Linked DNA regions of Mus musculus: region 2 is linked to region 1. The links are chromatin contacts, called in public Hi-C maps. All regions are on one chromosome and are shown on one strand. Each heading gives the region's core, a stretch centred on a gene start, on an enhancer-like site or on the middle of the called end of the contact. The rest is flanking DNA. Distances are from core to core; before and after follow the strand shown. Region 1 holds the start of Exosc9 (exosome component 9). Region 2 holds the start of Zfp639 (zinc finger protein 639).

Region 1 (4,427 bases), core at 835-3,334:
TGAGGAAACTTATTTATTTAGGTTCTTTTGAGAGAGGGTTTCACTGTGTAGCCCTGGCTGTCCTGAAACTCAGTGTGTAGACCTTTGTGGCCTCAAACTCAGAGATCTGCCTGCCTCTGCCTCCCAAGTGCTGAGATTAGAGAGTGCCACCACCACCTGACTATTGTTCTTATCTTTTTTTAATTTTTAAATTTTTTTTTTATTTTTCGAGACAGGGTTTTTCTGTATAGCCCTGGCTGTCCTGGAACTCACTCTGTAGACCAGGCTGGCCTCAAACTCAGAAATCTGCCTGCCTCTGCCTCCCAAGTGCTGGGATTAAAGGTGTGTGCCACCATGCCCAGCTTGTTCTCATCTTTTAACAAAAACAAGAAAATCAGCAAACAAATAAACTAATTTTCAATGATAAGGATAAAAGGAGATTTGCATACTACTAAGATGGAGGTACTTGTGTATGAGTGCATGTCTCTGTGTTTATGCATGTGTGCACCGTATCCTCAGAGGCCAGAAGAGTGATTAGGATCCCACGATGCTGTAGTTATAGTTGTGCATCACCCCATGTGACTGCTGTGTTTGGTAACTCAGATCCTCTGGAAGACCAACAGTTCTTAACTCTAAGGCACGTCTCCAGCCCATAAACCAAACATTTTAACACAGTAGAATTCAAAGGTATACTGATTTAGTACACGCTGAAGAATAATGGTAGAAAAACATTAACTTCTTTGTTTTCCATAATTAAACCATTATATTTACGAGAGGAAAAAAAATCCAGAAAAATAGAAGATGTATGCTCAGGATCACCTAGTGAGATGCTTGGAAGGCACTACCCTGTGCTGTCTTCTCTGGATTTGAAGCATCTGATTCAAGGAAACTTTTCTCTTTCTGTTCTGTGAACTGAGGGGGCAACGGGAAAAGCAGCTGGGGCAGCTGAGAGCGGTGATGCATACGCAGCTGTGCAGTCTGGCGGCCACGCTGAGACAATGGCAAGGCCGGGCAGCTGGACAGCCGAGGAAGCAGCAGCTGAATAGTTCAAAAGCAGCCGGGACTGGAAGAAAGGCAGCACAGAAAAGGGACAGCTGGAGAGAACAGAGAGCAAGACCAGAAACTACAGTCCTGACAACTGGAACGTTTCAGAGTTGTTAAATCTTTGGGGCCAAGGTCTCAGACCCTGGGCCAAGAGCTGTAGCATTCATTGTTGCTGCAAATCCCAAAAACTAGGTCAACCTGGAAGCTGCTAGCTAGCCATAGCCAAGAGCTGGGGGAAATCCCTATTTCCTAAACCCATGCAAGAGCTGTTACAACTTTGCAGGGTCAGGTGGATCTCTGTTAGTTCCAGTGATACACAGTGAGACTCTGTAATTAAAATAAAAAAACAATAATAAAAAAGGAGAAACAGAAGATTTGGGCACTAAAGGATCACCTACTGCTGCCTCACTCGTTGCGCAAGCTGTCAAATACCAGCTCTTGATGTGGGTGAATCAGGACACCGGCCAGCAGATGGAGGACACATGTCTGTCTGTAAAAATAAGCCTGTCGGTTTAAAATGAGATATAAGCAGTAAACGAGGTTCCAGTCAGTGACGTTACACTTCACTTGTTTTCCCGTCCTCAGGTCCCATGTGAACCACCTTTAGTCGGCTACATCCTCCCCATCCGCCCCAAGCCCTTACAAGGATTCTCCACCGATTCGCACCACCCTTCCATCTTTCTCTGACAAAAGTCAGCATCCTCAGTAGACTGTCTCTGTGGTGAAGTGCCAGGGAATCCCAATACTTAGGTCAGCCTGGAAGATGGTAGACATCCAGACCCAAGAGCTGGGGAAATCTTTGTTTCCTACCCCCAAAGCAAGAACTGTTACGACTTGTAGGGATAAGTAAGTCTCTGTTGAGTTCAGTCAGAGACAGAGTGAGATTCTGTCTCAATAAAAAACTAGGAACAGGACTGCACTGCAGATGCTAATCTCCACTGCGATGCCGGGCAGGACCAACCCGGGAAATCTTCGTTGATTTGCTACACTGCCTGTACCGGCCCCAGCGGCCCCCGATCTCTAGCCACGCCCACACCACGCCCCCGAGCCTGCGCCTGGATGACGTCGGTTTTCCGCGCCGGGAAGAAGCCGGTGTGCGGACTTGTCTCGGTGCCGTTCATCCTTTGCGTGGCCCGCCACTATGAAGGAGACGCCGCTTTCCAACTGTGAGCGCCGCTTCCTGCTCCGCGCAATTGAGGAGAAGAAGGTGCGAGGCCTGCGGTGTGAACACCGTGGCTTTGGGTGTAGACTCGGGTTGTCCGTGGATACATTGTCAGTTCGGCCTGTTGTGTGGTCGTGGTGTGGACTCGGGGGCTGCCCAGTGTGGACTCTCCCCATTCCCCAAGCCTCAGGGCAGTATTTGACCCTGACCAGTTCCTTTGAACCTTAAGCCAGCAGTATTCAGTGGCAGGGACGTTGGGAACCAGGACCACACAGACACAGTTGCCACTCATAAATATGTTAAAGCAGTAAATGGTGTTTGCTTACAGCGCCTGGACGGCAGACAGACCTATGATTACAGGAACATCAGGATCTCATTCGGAACGGATTATGGATGCTGTATTGTGGAACTGGGAAAAACAAGGTAACAGGATTCAAGTTAGATAATGCAACAGGAGGTGTGAAAATCACAACATACTGACTCGGTTGTTTACTGAGCAGCTCCGAATTCCAAACGTGCTATTCTTATTCTTATTCTTATTATTATCATTATTCTGATGAGAAATATGTTTCTTTAATGCCAGCCTTTTTTAGTTTTGTGCGCAGTTTAACTTTCAACCATTAGTGCTTTCTGTTATATGAGTATCATAGTTCCGTATGACCATTATAAATCATGTAGACAGCTAACATTGATCACACAGGTTATCTGCATGTCTCATTTTCTAGTGTGAGGAGTGTATCGATCATGTCATCAGTAAGCCTCAGTTTCCCTTTTATTCTCAAATGATGTAAGAAATAAGAGATTTCCTTTCTGTCATCCTTTTGTGTATACCAATATTTTTTATTTCTGCGTGAAATCTACTTACCCTTAAAAAAAAAAACCTTTATTATTGTGTATGTGCATTATTGTGTGTGTGTAGGCAGGTTGCTGGGTCCAGTTTACCACATTCTATATGTAATTTCTGCCTCTTATGTCACATTGTGTTGTTTAGGTTTTTGTTGTTGTTGTTGTTATTTTAGATTTCGTCACCCTTTTTTTTTTTTTTTTAATTGAAAAGAAAGTACGTTTAGTTGACTGCTTTGCACCTTTATTTTTGCAGAGTCCTTGGACAGGTTTCCTGTGAACTTGTTTCTCCGAAACTCAATAGGGCAACGGAAGGTATCCTCTTTTTTAACCTTGAGCTTTCTCAGATGGCTGCTCCAGCTTTTGAGCCTGGCAGGTATCTCACTCTTTGTTAAGTTACTTTAGCCATGGAAGAACTTACCCTCAGTGAGATATTGTTTTCCTGCTCACAGTCGAAGTTTATCACATTAGTTCGTTCTTCTTTCCATAGGCAGTCAGATCTCTTGGTGAAGCTGAATCGACTCTTAGAAAGGTGTCTACGAAATTCAAAGTGTATAGACACTGAATCTCTCTGTGTTGTCGCTGGTGAAAAGGTGAGAAATATGTTCAAAATATCTTAACAATGAATACTGTTGATTCAGACACAATTAAAACAGACGTAGGAACCTGGAGACCTTGCAGAGGTTTGGGTTCGGTTGCCAGCACTCACATGGCGGTTCACAACCTCTGTAACTGTAGTTCCAGAAGCTTTAACACAGTTTTGGGGACACCAGGCATGAGTGTGGTACATGCATACATGCAAGCAAATGTGCATACATGGAAAATAAATGTGTTTTTTAAAAAACATAAGTTTCAAATGTTAGAATGCTTCCATTCAGTTACATATTCTTAGTCTTTCAAATGAATCCCATAGATAAGTTAACTATTAGTATTTCAAGTGTTTTGTTTTAAAGTTAACTGCATTTTTCCTGGATAAACTGGAAGGATTAGCCGTATACGTTAAAAAAAAAAAAAGTGCAGTATTTCTTTACCAGTGGCCATTGGTCATGCTCAGTTGGGATTTATTTTTATATTAAATTCACTTTCAGGTTTGGCAGATCCGTGTAGACCTACATTTATTAAATCATGATGGGAATATTATTGATGCTGCTAGCATTGCTGCAATTGTAGCCTTGTGTCACTTCCGAAGACCTGATGTCTCTGTCCAAGGAGAGGAAGTAACACTGGTAAGCTTCCAGGGCTCCGATCAGAATTGTTCCTGTGAGCAAATCCTTCGTGTGCTGACAGGAGACATGGCAGATAGCATTTAGGGTTCTTCTAGTTTTTATTCACAAGACAGAAACTGCAAATGGTCAGAAATGCCCTAGAAGTTTCATGTTCTCTCACAGAATTGCCTGTC
Region 2 (4,427 bases), core at 907-3,406, 4.0 Mb before region 1:
CCTTACAGTTGGATCTCATGGAGGCATTTCCTCAACTGAAGCTCCTTTCTCTGTGATAACTCCAGCTGTGTCAAGTGGACACAAAACTAGCCAGTACAATTCTGTTCTACTATCTATTGTATAACACACATTTCTGTGATCAGGAAAAATTTAAGCTATGACACACCTGTATCAAAAACTTGGGAGGATGGTGGTTAAATATTCCTGTAAAATGTTATCCTAGGGCTTTCAAGATTTTACATAGCTGCACATCTTGCCAGGGAGGGGGAAAGGGGAGCCCTGAAAACAATGATGCATGCTGTCTAAATACCATGACATAGTCTCTCCCCCCTCCCCTTCTAGTGACGCAGGCAAGAGGAGAATTAAGTCAAACTCAAGGGCAAGCCTGAGAAACCCTATAACTGACAGTGATCGCATGGCTCCCCCTTGTGTCCTCTACTAGATTCACAGCGAGAAACCCGTAGCCGCCGGCAGCATCTTTATAAATTCAACAGTCTTCAATCAATCAGGCCCCAATTCCCTATTTTGTACCCGATGCTAAGTATACTAGGAATAAAGAAGGTCTGCGAACCCTCTCTTACTCCTTTTGGGTTACACTGGTGTGCCTGAATATTCATGTCTAAGAGGAGAATGCCTACAGATTATGAGGTCACCAAACTGAATCTCACAAAAAGGCGCTGTCTCTCCAAAGCGCACAGCTGGACTTCCCCAGGCGTGGTGATGGGGTTGGGGGAGGGTGTCAGTGACAACCGGCTGAATACCAGGTGATTGACAGCAAGAACAGGGCGCTGGGCTGGTGAGACACACGAACCGTGGCTGGGACTTTGCAAGTGACTTTGGATATAAGTTACCCCACTCGATTTAGCTATTCACGTACAATTAGTTGAACCTTAAGGGCTTTAGTTACAAAACCGAGAAACACTCACAAATTGTACTGAAACCTCTTTAACTCTCACCCAGATTAGGGGGTTGGGGTGGGGCAGCTCAGTGGATGAGAGCTAGGATTATATTTAAAAATGTTTTAAAATATATATATTTTATTTTTATCTGTATGAGTGTTTTGCCTGAATGTATGTCTGTGCACCACTTGTGTTCCTGGCGCCCATGGAAGCCAGAAGGCTTCAGGCGACCTAGAACTGGATTTACACGTGAGCTCAGACGTGAACCTCATTGTGGGTGTTGGGAATAAAACCTGAATCCCCTAGTGGAAGAGCCAGTTTTCTTAACAGCTGAGCCATCTCTCCAGCCCCTGGACTCCATTCTTAACACTGAAGGAGGAGCGAGAAAGAAAACACACAGCCGCACTCTGGACTGTTGCTTGTAACGCTGAGGGCTCACACCTCAGCACTCACCCTGCCAAGCACAGACAACCACCGAAATCTACTGTCAGCCCGAGGGATAATTCAAAAACAATGTTCACAGTTATTTATGCTCATCTAATTTAATCCTTTGCTTATTGACGGTCAAGGTACGAAAAGGATTTAAATGACAGAATGCAATCCTTTGTGATAACCTCGGTTCACTCCATCAGGTCTTCTTTTTAGGATTTATTTATTTTTGTATTTAGGTGGGGGGATGGGGAGGTGTGTATGCCTGCGGAGGCTTCACATCCCTTGCTGTTGAGTTACAGTAAAGGCGTTTGTGAACTATCATGTGCATGCTTTCTCTAGAAGAGAAATAAAACTCTCTTAACTGGGGGGAGCCATTTTTTCAGCTCTCCCTTCTCTAACTCCACCTCCAATCTCCCAAGACTTCAAGAACCCAGGGTGTGGTCTGAGGACCCATCTCGAGTCACATCGCGTTTTTTCTCGGCCCTGGACTTATCTAGCCCGGATGTTGGGATTTGAGGACAACCACCATGCGTGAAACACTAATGATCCTGAAGACCCTGAGGATCGATCACTGCGGCCTTCCAGGAAACCGATGAGTGGGACAGCGCTGACCTCAGGGGGGAAGGTGGCACGGCCCGGATGTGCCCGTAGGGGACGCTAGACAGCACTGCTAGTCTCTCCTTGTCCTGCTGTTAGGCCCCGCCCTTAGCATGAAGCCACGCCCCCTCCATGCTCAGGCCACGCCCTCATCCTTAGGGTTCCCGCCCCCCGTCCCCCATCTTTACTCTCGCGGCCCGCTGTGGCGCATGCGCGGGGTGACGGGGTGAGTGCTGCTGGGCCTGGCGGGCAGGGAAGGGCAGGGCCGGGGAGGGCGCGGGCGGCTGGGCAGGGCGCGGGCGGTGGCCCGGCAGCCCCCTCCGTCCCATCATCCGGGCGTGTCTCGCCGGAGCTGCGCTGCTACGTGAGGTGAGGGCCGGCCTCCGGGGCCTGCGTGCCAAGCGAGGGCCGCGGGGCGAGCGGGGCCTGCCCGGCCCGGTGCGTGTCGGCCGCTCGGGTGGACTCGGCGGCGGGGGGGCCTATGCCGGCCTGCAGGAGGCTGCTCCCGCGGGAGACGCTGGAGTCCAGCGGGGACCCGGCCCTGAGTCCTCACGGACAGAGGCTCCCAGGAGAGGCCAATCAGACCAGCGCTCTTCGAATTCCTGTAATCTGTGACAGGGACTTGTGTAGCCTAGGCTAGCCGGAAAGGCGTGTGCCACCACGCCGGGCTTCAATTAGAACGGGAAAATTCTCTTTCTGTTTGAAAATGTACGTGCTTATTGCGTGTATGCATGCGCACGTGTGCCATGGCGCAAGTGTAGAGGTCAGAGGACAACTTTCCAAGAGGCTGTTCTTCCCACCTTGCGGGTTCCAGGGAAGACACCCAGGTCGTCTGGCTTAGCTGTAAGCGCCTTCTGAGCCCTGGAAATATTTTTTGTTTGTTTGTTTTAATGGAGGTGAAAAAATAAAGTGTTATAAACGTCTTCAAAACGCAACGACCCAGTCTCAAAAAATTCGGTGCTGGGTGCTGGAGAGAACACCCAGTTGGAGTAGGTTCATGATTGCCTCCAGATCAGACACCATCTCGGACTACACATGCGCGCGAAAACAGCCTTTTAAAAATATGTCTTGGTGCGGGGCAGTGGTGGCGCACACCTTTAAACCCAGCACTTGGGAGGCAGAGGCAGACGGATTTCTGAGTTCAAGGCCAGCCTGATCTACAGAGTGAGTTCCAGGACAGCTGGGCTACACAGAGAAACTCTGTCTCGAAAAAAACAAACAAAAAAAGTGTCTAGGCATTGTGTGAAGACATCCGAGGTTTCATGAGAAACCTTTGAAAAGGTTTGTCTATGGGAAGCACTATTAAGTGTTGTGAAGGTTCCAGGTGCCAAGATGCCTCTGTGTGGGTGATGTGTTTGTTTTGTTTTTAGGACACAAGAGACTTTATGTGTAATCTTGCCTCAGCCTCCTGAGTGCTGGGATGTCAGCTGTGAGCCACTGAGCTCTGCTGTTGATGTGGAAGAGGGCAGTTGGGCCTTTTTAAAATGGGATTTTTTTTTCTGTCTTCAATGTTATCTCAAAAAGTGGAGAGCAAGCCAGTAGTGTTGTATGCCTTTAACAACAAATTGCCTAACCCCAAACATAAATATAAATTCAGAATTAGCACATCCCGTCTATTAATTTTTTTTTCAAACACTATGTACTTCTGGCTGGCCAGGAACTCACTGTGTAGACCAGACTGGTCAAGAACTCAGAGACATCCTCCGTCTCTACCGCCTGAGGGCTGGGGATAAAGGTGTAGGTCTCAATACTCAGTTTCTCCAGACAGGGTTTCTCTGTGTAGCCCTGGCTGTCCTGGAACTTGCTTTGTAGACCAGGCTGGCCTCAAACTCGGAGATCTGCCTGCCCCTGCCTCCCAAGTGCTGGCACTGAAGACATGTGCCACCACTTTAGGCTTAAATTTTTTTTAAATGATAAATTATAAACTATGGATATATCACCACGATATTATCTTTTTTTTTTCCTGAGTGAATGGATTTTAGGTGATTAAATTTCAAATGTCCTGGTTTTCTACAGTGACACCTGTGTATAATTGGGGAAGGATACGTTTCAGATAGTTAACAGTCTTTTTAAAAGGATAACTAGTGAGCATGAGTTTTTATGGTTCACATTTCATTAAGAAGTCAAATTTCTCAAGCTGACAAGATGGCCAGCTCATTTCCCAGTGAGTAAGGTCCCTGCTGCCTGAGGACCTGAGTCCAGTCCTCAGGACTCGCGACATTCCTGTGTCCTGTGGACACTCCCGATGTCTTTATGAAGGCACTTGTGCATACACAAATCCAATTCTATTTGCCTGGGTGAAGGCTGGTTGACAGCTCTTGGTTGTGAGTGGTCTTAAGGAACCTTTGGTGATGTCCAATCCTGAGGAGTCACACTCTCCTCCACCTTCCTCACGTGACAAGACAAATCCAAATGGCAATGTTAAGGACTTGTAATCCCGTGCTTGGTTTCCTTTTCTTACTTTTTTGTTCACGTTCTGAACAACCTGAGATATTCTCT

The links. A called contact is a pair of places that touch in the nucleus more often than the background predicts.
Region 2: a Hi-C map of B cells shows a contact between it and region 1, with 5 read pairs. The contact joins the promoter of Zfp639 here to the promoter of Exosc9 in region 1. A contact is called at or near these places in 2 of 39 promoter capture datasets (the HPC-7 cell line and second pharyngeal arch cranial neural crest) and 1 of 484 Hi-C or Micro-C datasets (B cells).

Annotation. Positions count from the first base shown.
Region 1 is chr3:36,550,522-36,554,948 of GRCm38.p6, forward strand. It overlaps Exosc9 (exosome component 9), which reads left to right and starts at 2,085. Exons shown (of 12, transcript NM_019393.2): 1 at 2,085-2,230; 2 at 2,514-2,608; 3 at 3,285-3,404; 4 at 3,519-3,621; 5 at 4,117-4,254. The coding sequence starts at 2,165.
Region 2 is chr3:32,508,436-32,512,862 of GRCm38.p6, forward strand. It overlaps Zfp639 (zinc finger protein 639), which reads left to right and starts at 2,157. Exons shown (of 7, transcript NM_144519.4): 1 at 2,157-2,297.